Regions from separate parts of the Mus musculus genome. Here region 1 is linked to region 2. Evidence: chromatin contacts called from public promoter capture Hi-C data. All regions are on one chromosome and are shown on one strand. Each heading gives the region's core, a stretch centred on a gene start, on an enhancer-like site or on the middle of the called end of the contact. The rest is flanking DNA. Distances are from core to core; before and after follow the strand shown. Region 1 overlaps Ppfibp1 (PTPRF interacting protein, binding protein 1 (liprin beta 1)). Region 2 overlaps Arntl2 (aryl hydrocarbon receptor nuclear translocator-like 2).

Region 1 (3,066 bases), core at 489-2,988, 190 kb before region 2:
TTGCAGCATTTAGTTCTTTAAAAGCAGGGTGGTTAGCTGCCGTGCCAGTAACACAAACTGTCCCACACTTGTCACAGTAGCTGGAAAAACACTTAAGGCTGTGTTGGCAGTGTCAGTGTTTTCCATGGACGAGTGGCGCTTACACATTTACACTAGGTGCTCCGTAGACGCCCGTGCACTGCTCAGCTCTAACCCTTCTACTTAAGAATGAAAATGTTCTCTTCTTTCAAAGAGGAATAACTGTTTTGAGTCTGGCAAAGCAATTCAGTCAATAGTTCTGATCAAAGCATAATAAGCCAGGTTTTGTGGGCATGCCTGAAATTTCAGTACATAAGAGGCAGAAGGGCGTTTGAGATCAGCATGAGCTATCAGGACAAAGCCTGTCTCCAAAAGTGAAAAAGAAAGAAGGAAAGGACAAAAATAAAGAGAGAAGAGGGGAGGGAGACGGAGGAGGGAGAGGGACAAACAAGAGAGGAAGGGGGAGGAGGGAGAAGAGGAGAAGGAAGGGGAGGAAGTGAAAAAGGGCACTAGAGGAATCCGTGTTATTGCCCAAGGTAACTCATTTGCTACCCTAGGAAGACAGGAGGAGCCTGTAAATCACAGAAACTTTCTCTTTCTCATAAGTAGTGTTCAGTTATACACAGCTGGAGATGGCCCGACTCAAAAACTAAATGCACAAACACGGGGCCAGTTTCACAACCTGAGACACTGGGGTGTACCTCAGTGCCAGTGTGCTCGGCATGTGAGTTACCAGAGGCCTGATCCCCAGCAATGCAGGATAAAAAAGGAAGGCACAGCAGAGAAAGAGACGATAGAAGGAATCTACTCCAAAAGAGCTAGAGCAACAAAACCTTTAAAGGCATTTCTCCCCCTTACGTAAGTTGTCAGTCATATTGACTGCCAAAACCATAAAAGATAACAGAGAAACAGAAACAACTCATGCGAACTCTGTCTGAAAATAGGCTTTCCTGGTTGTTTGGGGCTTTCCTAATCTAATCCAGACTCTGACTTGGGTAAACATTCACATTAGGCCAGTTTATTAAAATGTAAGTGCAGAAAGCAGCTCTGCCAGCTTCGAGTTCTCTGGGATTCTTTCCTGTTGGAATAAAACATAACAAATCAGCACAAAATGAATTAAAAGTGCTGAACTCCCAATGAGAACTGGTGACGGTGTCTAAAGATTTACAACCGTCAGGCTTGAGACAGCAGGGTGGAGAGCTTCTGTGACATCAGCCTCCAGCCCCTCCTGTCATGACCTGCGCACTTGAGTTCTCATGACCCAGTTGGTCACTGTGTAATGGTTACATGAACACAAAAGATCCCCGGTTTTCTGAAGCCTCGATCACACTTCATACTCAAGGATATACAACTTACGAAACACCATCACTCAGGGAGACTTCAGCGGCAGCGCCCAGGATTGCTCTTCCGTCACTAAAATATATTTTTAAAAAAGCATTTGTTAACGGCATGAATTGAAAACCGCACAGACACACCTAGCTTTGCAATGGTGAAGTCCCAAAGAACCCATAGGAAGCTCAAATCACTGTTAAATCAAAGTGACTTTTGCTTAATCAACCAAAAACAGTTGGTCTGCCCTTCCTTGTTCATATTTACAGTACCGCACTAGCCTACAGCTGGGCAAAAAAAAAAAAAATCTCTCCCACAGAGTCTACGTTAAAGGGTGTGCTGGCCACCTCATACCTGTCAAAACAGTGCAGAAGTGAAACTACGGCAACATTGTAGAGTTAAAAAAAAAAAAAATCGCAAGGCAAGCTGTCCTAGCTGGGGCCTGTCTGTACATGTTCTAAGTGAACGGAAATGTTAAAAAAAAATATTGCAAAGAAGAATCTAAGTTTAAATATTTTCTTAAGTCTATTTCAAGGTTAGGCAATTCACTTGAGAATTTTCTGGCAAAGTATCGATTTGCCTATGGAGAGACAGCCGTGTTTCTGTTTGTTGACTTCACTCTTCAGCCTGCTTCGCTGACTATTCACAGGCATCTATGGCCTAGAAAGTAATACCCAAGCCCTTAAAGGCTGCTCTGACCTCATCCCTCACTTCCAGGCTCCACTGTCACCCCGTTGTTTCATCATTGCAAAACAGACGGTGAAACCTGTGTCTGCAAGTAAGTGTGACGTGCCCTTATCTGTGGTTGCTCTATTTCTCTGAGCATCTATACCACAATGCTAGTCCATAAATGGCATACCCCTCTTCAAATGAAGTCTCGGGCTTGGTAGGCAACTTGGGTTTTTCACAAGTGTCTACATCCACAGATGGCGGCAATAGTGAAGGGATTGAAGCTTGCAAGACGCTGGTGTGAAACTGTAAAAAGATGTAAGTGAAAAGAAAACCAATCAAAACACATGCCGCAGAGCAACAAAGCATCACAGAATTGGTCTACAAAATACACCAGTGCTTGGAACTCTATTTACAAACATCTAGACAAGGTGTTGATGAGAGCAAGCACTGTGGAGAAAGGATTAAATTTGGTCCTAAGACAGCAAATATCCTGAATAACAAAGTAAAATACCTAAACTAAAAAAAGTACCATGTCCCGATCACGGGGCAAGCCCACGGAGTGCCAGTGCCAAGGTACTGACTCCTCAGGGTCGACATATATTGTAAACAAAGTACCATTTCCATTTTTATTTCTACTACACGTCTAACACATAACATGCATCATGTTGGTTAATTGTTCTTTTCATGCGTGAACAAGTTGACTATGTTCAACTATCCTATCTGGTGAATAATGCATTAAAATCAGTGAGAACAGACTCTACAGAAACAATGAAATATGGATATAATTTTCTCAAATACCTCTGGGGCCTAGGGCTGGAGTCTGAAGGATTTTTTTGGGGGGGGGTGGGTTTTTTTTCAAGACAGGGTTTCTCTGTGTAGCCTTGACTATCCTGGAACTCACCTTGTAGACCAGGCTAGCCTCAAACTCAGAAATCCACCTGCCTCTGCCTCCCAAGTGCTGGGATTAAAGGCGTGCACCACCACGGCCCGGCCTGAAGGATTTTTAACACTAGGGTTTTCTGGTAATGTATGAGAACTAGAGAACAG
Region 2 (2,974 bases), core at 289-2,788:
GCCAGTATTCTGCTAGCAGCCTTCAGATGAAAATGTAGAACTCTCAGCTCCTCCTGCACCATGCCTGCCTGGATGCTGCTGTGTTCCTGCCTCAATGATAACGGACTGAATCTCAGAACCTGTAAGCCAGACACAATTAAATATTGCCCTTATAAGAGTTGCCTTGGGCTGGGCGGTGGTAGTGCACGCCTTTAATCCCAGCACTTGGGAGGCAGAGACAGGAGGATTTCTGAGTTTGAGGCCAGCCTGGTCTACAGAATGAGTTCCAGGACAGCCAAGGCTATACAGAGAAACCCTGTCTAGAGAGAGAGAGAGAGAGAGAGAGAGAGAGAGAGAGAGAGAGAGAGAGGGAGAGAGAGAGAGAGAGAGAAGCAGTGATACTCATTTGAAATTAGATCAAAGGTCTTAAGAGCACAGAAAACTACTCACAAAACCAATGTGTTGACAGACACAATGTACTCCAGCTCTTTGGTCCAAGGGTTTGTGAAGCTGAACCACTCACTCTTCAGAGTCACGAAGGCACCATCCTTCACTCTGAATTTGTATGAGTCTGTAAGTATTTTCTCCTTACTCTGCAGAACTTCACAGGAAAGCCGCAGTCAGCGGAATAGCCTGTACAACCAAAGCCTTCACGCTGGGAGTGGTGGCTCATGCCTGTAACTCCACCCCCAGAGGATGGAAAGGGTGTATGCGGGTTCCGGGCCAGCCAGGGGGCTGTGCCGAAACCCAGACACCACCAAAGCCAGACCAGGGCCTTGAGAATTAATTTTGGATTTCATAAGGAATTCGGAGTTGATGGTATAATCATTTCTTTCTTTATTTAGACAGGAGTTTGCTATGTAGCCCAAGTTAGCCTGGAACTCCCAATCCTCTAAGCCACCTCCCAGATACTGAGATTTTTTTTAGTGTGATCCATCACACCTGGCTGACGTCATTTTTAAATTACCCGCAAAGCACCTCATTCAATGGATTACCTACCTGCTTTGTGCTTGTCAGTCAAACTACTGTGGTCATCCTGATGAAAATATTCATAACATGAAGTTCCCAAAAGTTCCTGAGGCAGGTATCCTAAAATTGCCGTTGCCCTGGTTTTTGAAACAGAAAAACATCATGGCAGTTGCTGACGGTGATGCCTCCCAGAACACTGCAGGTCCAGCACAGGTCGGGTTGCAGGAAAGCCGTCTGGAGAAAGAGCTAGCCTTGGTCCTCCCCATCCACAGCTAGACTGCAAACAGGACCCCAGGTGAGGCCCCATGACGTCCTGCTGATGCCTGTACAGGGTACCACCAGTACCACCAACACTGCGGCCATGGAGCAGGGCAGACTCAACACCACTGCTAGGAAACACTTTCCCAAGTTTACCCTCCAGTTCTACCAAAATCACCAACATCACCATCTCCGTATTTCACTTAAAATATACTTCCTCTTCTCAAGCCCTCGTTAGGAGAAAACTGCAGCGGAGCTTTGACGCTGTGCTTCAGCTGCCCCAGTGGCCTCTGGGTAGCCAAACATGGAGTGTTTACCTTTGGTCAACATAGACGAATTTCCCGTTCATTGCGAAGCGAGTTATGAACTCAGCCGGTCTCACGTTGATCTTGCCACTCTTTTGAGGGACAATGTATGGATGCAACCGTCCCATAGCCACAAGGCAGGTAAGAGGACCGCTGTCCTTCCCACCACCCGACTCTTTCTCCATGCCAACAACATTCAGAGGCCAGCTTCTCAAGTATCCAGTGCAATGGACGGTGTGGAATTTTCTATGGTCTAATGAAAAATCATAGCAATACACTTAGGTCACTATAGATGCTGATATTTCTCCTCCCTCTTCTTCCTCCCTCCTCTTCCTCTCTCTTCCTCCTCCCCTTGTCCTTCCTCTTTCCTTTCTTCTCCCTCTTTCTCCACTTTTTCCTTTTCTTTTTTTTCTTTTCGAGACAAATGTATTCTGAAGCCCAGGCTAGCCTCTAACCAGCTCCCTATGTATACCAGGCTATCCTCTAATCCCTGATACTATTACCTCAGCCTCCTAAGTGATTGCAGGCCTATAACACTATGTCTGACTATAATGAAGAAACTTGCAAATCTCTTACTGTTGGTTATGATGATGATTAATAGACACATATGGCCATACATACTACATCCCCGCCCTACTGGACTACATAGTAAGACTCTGTCTCAAAAAGAAGCAAGCAGGAGTTTGGAGTGGTGGTTCAGTAGTTAGGAGTGCCTGTGCTCTGTCAGAGGAACTCGGTTCAGTTCTCAGCACGTGCATCAGGCAGCCCACAGCTGACCTTAGTTTCAGCTCCAGGGAATCTGATGGCCTCAATTGGCACTGGACTCACTTGTGTGGGCATACACACGCATACACACACACACACACACACACACACACACACACACACTTAAAAAGCAAGATAAAAAATTATTTTAGGGTTGGGCATAGTAGCATGCACCTTTAACTCCAACACTCAGGAGGCAGAGGTAGATGGATCTGTGTGCATTTGAGGCTAGCCTGGTATACACAGTGAGTTCCTGGGTAAAGCTACAAAGTGAGACCCTATCTCAAAACAAAAACAAAACACAAAATAAAAAGACAAACAAACAAGCAAAAAGTTTTTTAAAAAGAGATTGAACTTTGTTGTTGTTTGAGTTTTTATTTTACTATTTTATCTTTGAGATAGGGTATTGCTACATAGCCCTGCTGGGCTTGAATTCACAGAAATCTTTCCCGCCTCTGTTACTTGAGTGTTAACTACGCTTTAAGGCCTACATCACGTCTCCCAAATCTAACTTAAAGTTCTCTTCGCTACAGATTCAGTAGCACAACAGGATGTGCACCTGGTGGTGAGCCAGTGTAAATAATTTCAGTTTAAAAACAATCTTACTTAGACGCTTTGAATCCTATTTCTTGCCGTGACTATGAAACTTACTTTTTCCTGGATAGAAACTACTTAGGACCTTGCGTTTTGCACCAGGC

The links. Capture Hi-C pulls out chosen DNA fragments and counts their contacts.
Region 1: a promoter capture Hi-C map of pancreatic islet shows a contact between it and region 2. The contact joins two enhancer-like sites. A contact is called at or near these places in 2 of 15 datasets of contacts at CTCF or cohesin (the NIH/3T3 cell line and embryonic stem cells), 16 of 484 Hi-C or Micro-C datasets (the 3T3-L1 cell line, the F1.1 cell line, the MPC-11 cell line and 7 more), 3 of 115 datasets of contacts at active chromatin or transcription factors (fibro-adipogenic progenitors, pancreatic cancer cells and vascular smooth muscle cells) and 4 of 9 other capture datasets (adipose tissue, embryonic stem cells, liver and 1 more).

What each region holds. Positions count from the first base shown.
Region 1 is chr6:147,009,228-147,012,293 of GRCm38.p6, reverse strand. Ppfibp1 (PTPRF interacting protein, binding protein 1 (liprin beta 1)) reads right to left here. Exons shown (of 31, transcript NM_001355728.1): 15 at 2,207-2,322; 16 at 1,375-1,431. Among named protein-coding and RNA genes, the nearest start is that of Rep15, 22 kb to the left of the region's middle. Within about 2 kb of position 1,738, at least 44 of the 459 cell types and tissues checked have an H3K27ac peak or open chromatin away from gene starts, as enhancers often do. A contact at or near this core is called in pancreatic islet, where this site is marked.
Region 2 is chr6:146,820,700-146,823,673 of GRCm38.p6, reverse strand. It overlaps Arntl2 (aryl hydrocarbon receptor nuclear translocator-like 2), which reads right to left. Exons shown (of 15, transcript NM_172309.2): 8 at 1,524-1,764; 9 at 979-1,085; 10 at 430-580. Among named protein-coding and RNA genes, the nearest start is that of Arntl2, 17 kb to the right of the region's middle. Within about 2 kb of position 1,538, at least 8 of the 459 cell types and tissues checked have an H3K27ac peak or open chromatin away from gene starts, as enhancers often do. A contact at or near this core is called in pancreatic islet, where this site is marked.